Linked DNA regions of Mus musculus: region 2 is linked to region 1. Evidence: chromatin contacts called from public HiChIP or PLAC-seq data. All regions are on one chromosome and are shown on one strand. The core of a region is the stretch at or near the end of the contact, and the rest is flanking DNA. Distances in the headings are between cores, read along the strand shown.

What was found. HiChIP or PLAC-seq counts read pairs in DNA pulled down with a chosen protein or histone mark.
Region 2: a contact with region 1 is called in an H3K4me3 HiChIP or PLAC-seq map of forebrain, with 6 times the contacts expected there. The contact joins the promoter of Pygo1 here to the enhancer-like site in region 1. A contact is called at or near these places in 10 of 39 promoter capture datasets (the 3T3-L1 cell line, HPC-7-derived erythroid cells, cranial neural crest and 5 more), 2 of 15 datasets of contacts at CTCF or cohesin (embryonic stem cells and stem cell-derived epiblast-like cells), 15 of 484 Hi-C or Micro-C datasets (the G1E-ER4 cell line, Th1 cells, embryonic stem cells and 1 more), 21 of 115 datasets of contacts at active chromatin or transcription factors (craniofacial prominence, embryonic basal ganglia, embryonic forebrain and 8 more) and 4 of 9 other capture datasets (adipose tissue, embryonic stem cells, liver and 1 more).

What each region holds. Positions count from the first base shown.
Region 1 is chr9:72,764,238-72,770,173 of GRCm38.p6, forward strand. No RefSeq gene overlaps it. Among named protein-coding and RNA genes, the nearest start is that of Gm27204, 12 kb to the right of the region's middle. Within about 2 kb of position 2,649, at least 72 of the 459 cell types and tissues checked have an H3K27ac peak or open chromatin away from gene starts, as enhancers often do. A contact at or near this core is called in the G1E-ER4 cell line, embryonic stem cells, forebrain and 1 more, where this site is marked.
Region 2 is chr9:72,921,613-72,926,934 of GRCm38.p6, forward strand. It overlaps Pygo1 (pygopus 1), which reads left to right and starts at 4,033. Exons shown (of 3, transcript NM_028116.3): 1 at 4,033-4,348. The coding sequence starts at 4,300.

The DNA of each region.
Region 1 (5,936 bases), core at 1,399-3,898:
AATCTCGATATGGAAAGAGGGGCTGTCATAACCTCGACATTGATCTAGATGTGTACAGCATCCTCTTCAGCATTCAAAACTCTTCCTTGGCTGGGGTCTGAGGAGAAAGCTCAGAGCTTTGTGAGTACAAGGACCGGAGTTCAACCCTCAGAACCCACATTAAAAAAAAACAACCGAGATAACCCTCGCTTGTAAACCAGCGCTGGAGGAGGAAGAGATGATCAGATCCTGGGGGTCACGGACCACACAGTGTCCCAGAAGCCTAATCTCTAGCGGTGGCTGTCACCCGAGGAACAGCAGCTGAGGCTGACTTGAGCTCCACGTGCTACCTCACTCCGCACAAACGCACCTGAACATAAAAGAAAATCCTCCTGGTTTCTTCTCAGGGCTGTCACAGTGCAGGGCAAGCATGACCACCACAGATGACCACCCAGAGCTTAGAGAAGCCCTGAGGTAAGGCCTTGGATGCACTGAGAGGCCTGAGGAAAGGAGGGGGAGATGGGAAAGAAAAGACGTGTAAAGGATTCTTCAACCCAGCCGGAAAGATTCTGCCAAATAGTAATCTGTAGCCATTATGAAATTTCCAGGAAGGAAAAGATTAGCATGCAAAGGAGGCACAGATGTGACTGGAAAAGTTTCTGCTCTCCTCAGAGACACCAGCGTAGGCGCTCAGAACTAAGGGCTTGCATCAGAGCCTCAAAGGACCACTGAGGTCAGAGGGTCCACATCCCTTGTGTTATGGATGAGATGGGTGATGGGACAGATCTGCAGGGACCAATACAGAGTTACCCAATAACTGCAGATGTTCACAGTATCCTCTGAAGAGCCAGGTATAAACCAGGCCCATGTGCCCATTGGGACAGTCAGGGATAAGCCACAAAAGTTCTCTTTGAGTGACTGCTCTCTGGTAGAGGCCAGGGCTGACCCTGGCAGCACCTGGGTATAGAAGAAAGAACATTTCCCACAGCCGAGCTCTCAACAGGTTGTACTTGTGACCAGGGATGGACGCTGCATGGTGGGAACAGAACCTCCAGGCAGGAGATATGGAGAAAACCAAGGCGAGTTAAGGGGAAGAGAGCAAGAGGAACATGGCCACCTCTCTGTAGAAGACAAACAGGCCCAGGAAGTGACCCATTAGGACCATGGGCTGCGGTGAGATGGCTCAGTGGGTAAGAGCACCCAACTGCTCTTCCGAAGGTCAGGAGTTCAAATCCCAGCAACCACATGGTGGCTCACAACCATCTGATCACGAGATCTGACTCCCTCTTCTGGTGTGTCTGAAGACAGCTACAGTGTACTTACATATAATAAATAAATAAATCTTTAAAAAAAAAAAAAGAATGGAATGAAATTCCAGATTAATTAAAAAAAAAAAAAAAAAAAAAAAAAAAGGACCATGGGCTGCAGTTGTATAACAAACTGAGTCACCAAAAGAATAACTTTAATTATAGGACCATACAAAAGACAGATAACCTATCTGGGCGGTGGTGGTGCACACCTTCGATCCCAGCACTTGGAAGACAGAAGCTCTGTGAGCTGGAGGTCAGCCTGGTCTACAGAGCAATTTCCAGGACAGCCAGGACTGTTACATCGAGAAACTCTGTCTCGAAAACAAAACAAAACAACAAAGCAAAACAAACAAACAAACAAAACCAAAAAAAGGTAAGCAGTCTCTGAGTGAGATTTCTGGACCTCCTCCCACTGGGTTAGGACCCGGAGAGGATAATGTATTTATATGTAATAGTGTAACATGTGGCAGGCATGTTACAAGTATACAAGAGAGAGATGCTTGGGAAATGATGCCTGTGTCCCCTTCTGTGGTAATCTACTATGCAGGCATATATGTGTATTCTACTTCTCTCTGTGTGTGTGCACGCATGTGCCATGGCATGTGTGTGGGGGCAGAGGACAACTTTCAGAAGTCTGTGGTTCGTTAGGATCAAATCCAGGTCCATGCTTGGAGTCAAACAGCCTTACTCCCTGAGCCCCCTCACCAGCCCAATCTATTATACTTAATAAGTGTCTCCCCCACTGTGTTTCATAACAAAGGAGTTATTTTTTCCAAATAAGACACTGGTCTGGCATTTGTGAGAAAAACTCGAGAACAAAGTGTCTGGTGAATGTTGTTTACTGACTGACTGCTTGTGAGCCACTTGCCTTCTTAGGGCTCCATGCCCCTGCTCTCTGGGGGCCCCCTCCGCGGTCCTCTCTCCAAATAACTGGGCCTGTGACCATTCAGGAGCTCTGGAGACAGGAGCAGGGTAGAGTGGCGGTATTTTCCCAGACACTGTGGAGCCTAGGTTGAGTTTCTGTTACAAGTGTCATTTGTGTGTATGAAAGGCCACTGGGACATGTAATTAGCCATCTCTTGAGCCTGTCTGATTTCACTTTTCACATGGAGGGTATGAGCATATACTGTGCTTGGCTGGGCTCAGCTGAAAGAATCAACGGGTGTCAATCGGTTCATCCGCTGAGTTTCTATCTCTGCTCTACCCCTGACTCCCGTCTGCGCCCAAAGGGCCAGATCAAAACCAGTCCTGTGATTTCTCCTAGCTCAGAATCTTCTGACACCTCCAATAAAATGTCTGTTGTTGTCCTCAGCCACTCCTTGAGGTCATTTCTGCCAGAAGATGGCGCCACGGACTCATGTTTGCCCGGAAGCGTGGGCGGTCGTTTGCGAATCAATCCCCTCTGCTTTCAAAGGCTGCAGGGAACTCACCTACTTACCAGCTGCCAACAGATTAATCTTAGAAATACTGCTGCTCATGCTCCCAGGGGGTGGCTGCACCGTGCGCCATCTCTCCCTTTGCTGACTCCGAGGGCATCAGCATGGTCTTTGGCCCGTCGTCTGGTTTCTGGAAAGCGCTAACGGTCAGGGATGAACATGTGCTGTTGTTACATAGTACCCACCATCAGCCATTTGCACGCTGTTCAGAAGGTACAAATGGCCACCGAGCTTGTCAATTGCCTAATTGCTGCTTGGGGGCGGAGGGGGGGGGGAGCAGATACAATTTTGCAACCTTAGATCTCTGGCAGCAGCTAAGCTAGAGAGGCTCAGAAAAGAGTGGTTTCTAGTTGTCTCAGGTTACTGTGAGCCAGGTCAATAGTGTGGAGAGGGATCAGGGCAGGGAAAAGAAAGGAAGAAAGAAAAAAAGAAAGAAAGAAAGAAAGAAAGAAAGAAAGAAAGAAAGAAGGAAGGAAGGAAGGAAGGAAGGAAGGAAGGAAGGAAGGAAAGAAAGAAAGAAAGAAAGAAAGAAAGAAAGAAAGAAAGAAAGAAAGAGCAAGAAAGGAAGGAAGGAAGGAAGGAAGGAAGGAAGGAAGGAAGGAAGGAAGAGAGAAAGAAAGAAAAGACCTTAGGCCAGCAGGCCCATGACTGGGATACTACCCAAAGACAGTCTAGGAGACAGAAAGAGGATCCAAAGTGAAAATTCCCCTAAATGATCCTAGGCTTTGATTTCTTCTCACATGTTAAAGAAACAGAAGAAGGGGAGGGAGAAGAAAGAGAGAAAGGGAGGAAGGAAGAGTGTGTCAGTGTGTGTGAGTGTGTGTGAGTGTGTGTGTGTGTGTGTGTGTGTGTGTGTACATCTGCTTGGGAGATAGCTCAGTCTGTAAAGGACCTAAGTTAAATCCCCAGAACCCGTGGTTTGTTTGTTTGTTTTTAACAAGCCAGTCATGGTGGCGCAAACTTGCAAGCCCCGTGCTGTGCTGTGGGGAGGTAGGGAGGGGGGACCCCCGGGGTGGGGGTGGGGTGGGTCACTAGCTACCCAACCAGCCTACTCAGTGAGATCCAGGACAGTGAGAGACCCTGTCTTAAAGATAATGTGGGCCAGGTAGTGGTGGCCCACTCCTCTAATCCCAGCACTTGGGAGGCAGAGGCAGGTGGATTTCTGAGTTTAAGGCCAGCCTGGTCTATAGAGTGAGTTCCAGGACAGCCAGGGCTACACAGAGAAACCCTGTCTCGAAAAACCAAAAAAAAAAAAAATAATAAAATAAATAAATAAATAAATAAAAAATGGATAGCTCCTAAGAAACTAGAGACCCCCCTCATCCCCTGAGAAAGAGAAGGGGGAGGAGAAGGGAGAGGGGAGCAGGGGTAGAGCTGAAGGCAGAGAGGGGAGAGGAGAAAGAGACCTGGGCTGAAATGGGTATCATTAAATAGTTCTGATTCAAATATATCAGCTAGCTCTTCTTCCATAAAGAAACCCAGTGGTTCTCAACCTGTGGGTCGTGACCCCTTGGGAGACACACTTCAGATGTCTTCCATATCAGATATTTATACTTTGATTCATAACAGCAGCACAATTAATTATGAAGTCATAATTAAATCATTTTATAGTCAGGAGTCATACAACATGAGGAACTGTATTGAAGGGTCACAGCATTAGGAAGGTTTCGAGAACCACTGAAGTAAATAATTTTAAGATTCAAGTAGAAAATCCCAAGGCATCATTGGACCTTCGTTTCAGGAGTCCTGCGTCTCCTTGGCATATGGAAGCACTGGGCACTTCCTAGCTGTCATGCCGGGCATACTGTGGACAGATTCTGACATCTTGAACGTTTGGTCGTGGCCTCAGCAGAGCCTTTAAGATGAATGTGTGTGGGGTCTGAGGAGATAACTTGGTGGTTGAATACCTCCCTGTGAGCTCCAGGACCTGAGTTCGGATCCCTGGCAGCCGTGTAGATGTTGGGCTGAGAGGCAGAGACAAGAGGACCCTGGGGTTTTACTGGCCTGTTAGTATAACTCATCAGTTCTCAACCTTCCTGGTACTGTGACCCTTTCATACAGTTTCTCAGGTTGTAATGACCCCCCCAGCCATACAACAATTTTTCATTGCTGTTTCATAACTGTAATTTTGCTAGTTATGAATTGTAATGTATATATCTGTGTTCTTAGGAAACCCCTGTGAAAGGATCATTCTACCCTCCCCCCCCCAAAAAAAGAGTGAGACCCACAGGTTTGGAACCACTGGTGAGTCCAAACAGCTAGCTCCAGATCCCGTTAGAGACCCTGTCTCAACAAATAATGTGAAGAGTGATAGAGAAAGGTACTGGCCTAAAGATACTGGCCTCCACAGCCTTCATGTGTGCATGTATGTGTGAGTGTACCTACCACACACATACACACACATGAACATACATGCACACACACATACACACATGTACACACACATACACACACATGCACACACACATGTACATACATGCACACAATAGACATACTCACATGCACACACAACTGCATCAGTTTCTGAGAGGGAAGGATTACTGTTTCTCATCTGCCTCATGCAGGTTTCTTTTATCACCTGAAAAAAGTCAGGGAGAGACATGTTGATCTCTTTTGTGGTGAAGGAAATAAAATGATTCTACTCGTCAGATTTCCAAATAGTGATAGGGGATGTTTGAGAGGTTCCAGCAGAGCTGGAGAAGGACAAGGAAGCCAGCCAGTCCCAAGGGTGGGGGACTGAGACATTATTCTATTGAAATGTATCTGAGGGGTCTGGAGAGGGCGCAGAGCTCAATTCTCAGCACCCATGTTGAGTGGCTCATAAGCACCTGCCATTCCAGCTCTGGAGGACCTGGTGTCTTTCTCTAGCCTCTGTGGGCACACATGTGGCATACTTACAAGTAAAAATAAACAGACATCTTTTAGAAGATGCATCTGAGGGGAGAAGCCAGCACTTTCTGGGAAGGCACAGGGAAGGAGATACATAGGGATCATTTCGGCTCCTTCCACACTCTGGCATATGATGTGGGCATGACACCACACTTCTTAGCTATGCACAGTCAGAGTTCTAAGTCACTGCTCTGCGCGTGATAGAAAGAGCATTGAAGTCGGAAACCATCTTTTGTATGCCTTACAGCACAGGTGATTCACAGATTCAAAACTGTCCCACATTCTATAAGACTAGATTCCAGAAAGCCCCACTGTGGGTTGT
Region 2 (5,322 bases), core at 2,783-5,282, 160 kb after region 1:
CTTCATTTGGATCTGTGGTCTGAGTCTGTCCAAGCTCTCTGAGATGGCTTCCTAGACAGTGGAGTCGGCTTACTTTGCACATCTCTGAACAAGAGATGCAGTAAAGGCTTCTCATGGATTTGAGTACAGCGAGGTGAAGGGATAGTTTTGAAAGGAATGTCACCATTTGGAGGGCATAAGGAGATGACAGTTGGTGGGAAGAGCCCGTGTTAGTGACTTTCTTTGCTGTGGCAAAACAGCTAACAAGAGCAGTGTAAGGAAGGAAGAGTTTGTTTGGGTTCTCGGGCCATCGTGGTGAGTATCAGGTAGCTCGATTGTGAGGTACCTAGTCACATCACATCCCCAGTCAGGAAGCAGAGAGACAAGCTGGTGCTCAACTCATTTTCTCTTTATTTAGTCCAAGACCCCAGAAAATAGGATGGTGTTGCGCACAGGGAAGGTGGGTCTGCCACCTCCGTTGACCTCATTTAACTAATTCCTCACAGCATGCCCTGAGGCTAGTCTCCTAGGTGATTGTAGATCCTGACAGACAGTTTCCTCCATGACTGTGTGGACTGTATCAATCTGATTTGTGTCCATGATGCTGGATCAGTAGCCGCGCTGAGGCATAGTGGCATCTCTTCCTAGGGATCTGACATTTCCCAGGTGAACAAGACTGGAAGAACGTGACAGACATGAAAATGTGAAGAGTATTTGTGCATCTGTGTAAAAAACATGTCTCTCTGTCTCCTTTCGCTATCCCCCATGAGTCCCAATATAAGGACAAATGTATGTTTTGAGTGACAGTCCCTATTTGTTCTGTTCTCTTTTGTGTCTGTGTAGTTACCCATTCCTACAGTGGTTCTAGAAAATTAACCAATGAGGCACAAGCCAAGCCTTGGGAAGTGCTTGCACAGTAAGGTCTGTGCTCCCTTTATGCCCTTGTGAATCCTGTAAGCATTATCCTCTGAAAGATCCCAGACTCGAGGGCTGGGTGCTGCCCCACAGCCCAGCTGTGGTGCTTGCTCATTGCTCCAGCTAAAAGCCATCTACTTACCAGAAAGTAGAGCCTTTGGCCACCAACTAACCACAGATGCCTGATTGACTTTGTGGTACTACAAAAAGCCATTCTATCAGAGTCTAGCATAGACTGCCTGTCCACAGAATTATAAGCAACTAAACGATTGTTTAAACCACTGGGTGTGGGGTCATTATACAGTATTGATACACAATAACTTATAAATAACATCAGTGCAGATGTGATTTCTGCCCCACACCCCCAGGTACTAGTATTTGCATGACCTGAGGTATTATCTTTCTGTCACCTGAACTTCCCAGTCTCAGACCTAGGGTGTCCAAAACTGAGTTCATCTTCCCCCCATATCACCATGAGTTTTCTCTCCCTGTGTCCACCCCACAAAGACAAGACCGGCAGCAAGCTCATGGCCAGTGCCTCATTCAGTGTCATTGTCATTGCTTCGTACAGTTCCCCAACCCCACCTCAGTGTGTGAGGCACTCACTCACTCACTTCTTGGATATTATTTCATAGCTGGTATTGTTGACAATGTGTCACCTTTGTGGGTCAGGTGCCAGGGGGCTAGCATGAGGAGGCCTTTAAGAGGCCATCAGACTGTAAGGGACTGTTGAAACAGCTTGAGTTGGGTGTTGTCTAGTTACTGTTGCTTAGTTACTGTTGCTGTGATGCAGTGCACTGACAAGTAGCTGAGAAGGGAGGGGCTGACCCTGGCTCACAGGTCACAGTTCGGTCCACCATGGTGGGGACACCGTACCACAGTCATGGTGGGGACACTTACCACAGTCAGGAAACAGAGCAGTGTTTGCTTCCTTGTGCTTAGCTCTTTCTCCATTTTAGTTTAGTGTAATTTTTTTTTTCCAGATAGGGTTTCTCTGTGTAGTCCTGGCTGTCCTGGAACTCACTCTGTAGACCAGGCTGGCCTTGAACTCAGAAATCCACCTGCCTCTAACTTTCAAGTGCTGGGATTAAAGGCATGTGCCACTACTGCCCGGTTTAGTTTAGTTTTTGAGACAGAGTCTTACTCTATGGCCCAGGCTAACCTGGAACTCACTATGTATAGCCCAGGATGGCCTAGAACTCACGATATAGACCAGGCTGGCCCTGAATTCACAAAGATCTGCCTACTGACTGCTAGCATTAAAGATGTGGGCTACCATGCCCAGTTATTTTTATTTTATGTGTGTCTGTTTGCATGTATGTATGTATACCATGCCTGCGCCTAGTATCTGAAGAGGCCAGCAAAGAACATGGGATCCTGGAATTGGAGTCATGGGTGACTGGGAGCCAATATGTCAGTTCTGGGAACCAGTCACTTGTGTATCTGAAAGAGCAGCTCCTAACCAGTGATTCACCTCTCCAGCCCCTCTCCCTCTGCCTTGTCTTTTGACAAGGTCTCTCAGTGAACCTTGTTATTGTTTGGGTAGACTGGCTAGTCAATAAACTCCATGGGCCCCTTTCTCTCCAACTGCCCAATCCTGGGTTTATAGACACAAATTGGTGCTCAGCTTTTATGTGAATGCTGAGAAAACTAACTCACACTTCTCTTGTTCCTCTCCCCCTCCCACTCCTTCTCCCTGAGACAAGGTTTCTGTATGTAGCTTTGGCTGACCTCGAACACACAAATATCCATCTGCCTCTGTCTCCAGAGTGCTAGGATTAGTGGTGTGCCATATGCTATCACCAGCCAGGACCTGGATATTCTTTTCCTAAAGCAGATTGCACTAATGTAGGGTTTTCCCTTGGCCATTGCCTGAGTACTTGAATGAATTGTGTAAGTCCTGTGTATAGGAAGATGAGAATCCCGTTTTGATTAGTTTATAGGTCCTCCTGTCCTTAAGAGCACTTGTCAGACATACTTGTCTAAAGTTGGATATAGAAACAAACGGTGTGATAGATACCTGGTGGAAGATTGGAGGCTGCACCTAATTTCTCTTAGTATAACAACGAGAAAACCTAACAACGAACAGGGGAAACTCCTAAACGTTCACAGAATGTCAGAGCTAGAAGACAGAGTTGAAATCAGAAAACGAACCTCAAGAGTGTGTGCCTCGGTTGTCTCGGGTCACACAGCTCAAGGAGAGAATGTGGACCACTACTGGAATCTAATTTACACTCTCCTCAGATTGGGGTGGGAGAATCTCCCTACAAGTTGTCCGTGTGAGGTCACCTTTCCCACTTTTCTTCTGGTGTTAATTGCATGCACTGTGTTGAACAACTCACTCATTGCGCCTCCAAGGAAGGGGGCGTTGCAGAAACACGAGTTCGAGCCACGGGCACGGGAAAAGTGGGGTGTCCACATATCCACCCGGAACTATGCTGCTTTCTCTGACAAAGTTTTTCTGAAATCTGACTGCGAGGCGTGCGGTGGCTGGGATGAAGTTCGGAGCTGCTGTTTCCTCGGGGAGGCTGGGGCTGGGCGTGCAGAGGGGCGTGGAGCCCGGGGTCCTGGGGCCTGGAGGGCAGAGAGCAGCCCAGGGCTCAGAGGAGCTGGACTCAGATTTGGAGGGTTTGGGGTCTTGGAGGGTGGCGGGGAGCGCGGAGCAGGACATTGCGCCCTTGCGCCCTGCACAGGTTGCGCAGAGCCAGCTAGTCTTGGGCCTCGGAGGGCAGCGGGAAGCGCGGGGCCCGAGCTGCGGGGCGCGGGCGGGAGACGCAGGGCCGGGGGTACTGGGCCTTGGAGGGCGCGAGGTGAGTGCAGGGCCTGGCGCACACGGCCCCGGAGCGCAGCGGAGCCTTCCAGCGAGGCCGCGGCCCCGAAACCCTGTGCGGGTGCGGGTGAGGGTGCGGGGCTCCGCGCGCCCTGGGTCCCCGCCCCCGAAGCCCGGCCCCGTGCTGGGCTGTGGAGCACAGGCAGGGCGGGGAGGCCTCGGGGCCGCGCCACGTCCCCCGAGCGGCCGCTGCAGGCCGGGGGCTTTTGTGTCCGCGGAGGCCGCGTCTCCCCCGCGCGCGGGCGGAGCGCAGCGCAGCGCGGCCCAGGGCGCGCGTCTCCTCCCGGCCGGGCGCGGGCGCCGCCCCCAGGCCGCGGCCCTGAGCCCGGCGGAGCCCGGCGGAGCCCGGCTAAGCCCCGCGAGCGCACGGAGCCCCGAGGCCTCGGCTGCCTCCCAAACTTTTCAAAGTCGGCCCGCGGCTCGGCCGGCCTGGGCTCCGAGCTCGGCCGGGAGGACTCCAGGGACCGAGAGGAGGACCCGGAGGATCAGGAGGAGGACCCAGAGGAGGAGGGGCCGCCGCATCAAAGACACCGGCTTCCCGCGGCCCGGGGGCGAGCCATGCGCGGCGGTCGGTAATGTCAGCGGAACAGGACAAGGAGCCCATCGCGCTGAAGAGAGTTAGAGGTAACGGAGCTGGGTTGGGAGGACTGAGGGAGCTCGGGCCCGTGAGGAAGCCACCGGGGCGACCCGGGCCTAAGTGCGCGGCTCCAGGCGCCCGGGGTCCCCACTTTGTGTGCAGACGTGCAGCGCTCAGCATCCCTTCCTACCCGGCTCCTCTCCTGCTCCCCACCACACAGCACAATAGACACCTCGGGGTGAAAAAGAGACACCCGCGAACAATACCCACCCCCCCAGAAAACTAAGTTGCACTGCCAGAGAGTTGAGGCGCTTGGCGGAATCACCTCCCTCCAAAAGGCAAACACATATTCAGTATATTTTCTTTTAGTTGAGAGAGAGGAACTAGATACATTCAGAAGGCGTTTTCTTTATTAACCAATAAGATTAAGAATCAAATCATACAAAAACAGCTTCCTGCATCATTGGTTTTCTTCCTTGCCTTACTGTCTCAGAGAAAACAGAGAGAAGGGCGTACTAAACAAAAGGTACTGCATGTAAGTTTAAAACACACACACATACTCACTACCACATACCATCTGGAGATTTGGAGATACCTGCCAGCCCTTATTTCCAGCTCCGGGTGGGTTTCTCAGTCTGGGAGTCTCAAAGTTTGTTCATTGTGCAAATATTTGTTGAACATGTACTAGGTACTAAGTACTGTGCTTGGCATGGGTTAAAACAGTGAATAAAGAATTTAGATGTTCTTTACACAGGAGTGCACCTCTCAGTAAACAATATAGATGGTAAAGTACTGTGCAAAATACCAAAGCAGGGAATGGGGGTAGAAAAGACTTCCAGGGAGCGAAGGCCAGGAGTGTGTAGAAGGTGACCTGGAAGGTGGGCTGAAAGGAAGATGACACAATCCCTGTCTTACCTGGGGAGAAGGCACTCCAGGCAAAGGGAACCAGAGATGCAAAGGCTTTGGGTTTGGTTTGCCTGTGTATCCAAGCCGTGCCAAGGCAGCTATGGTAACTTGTGGC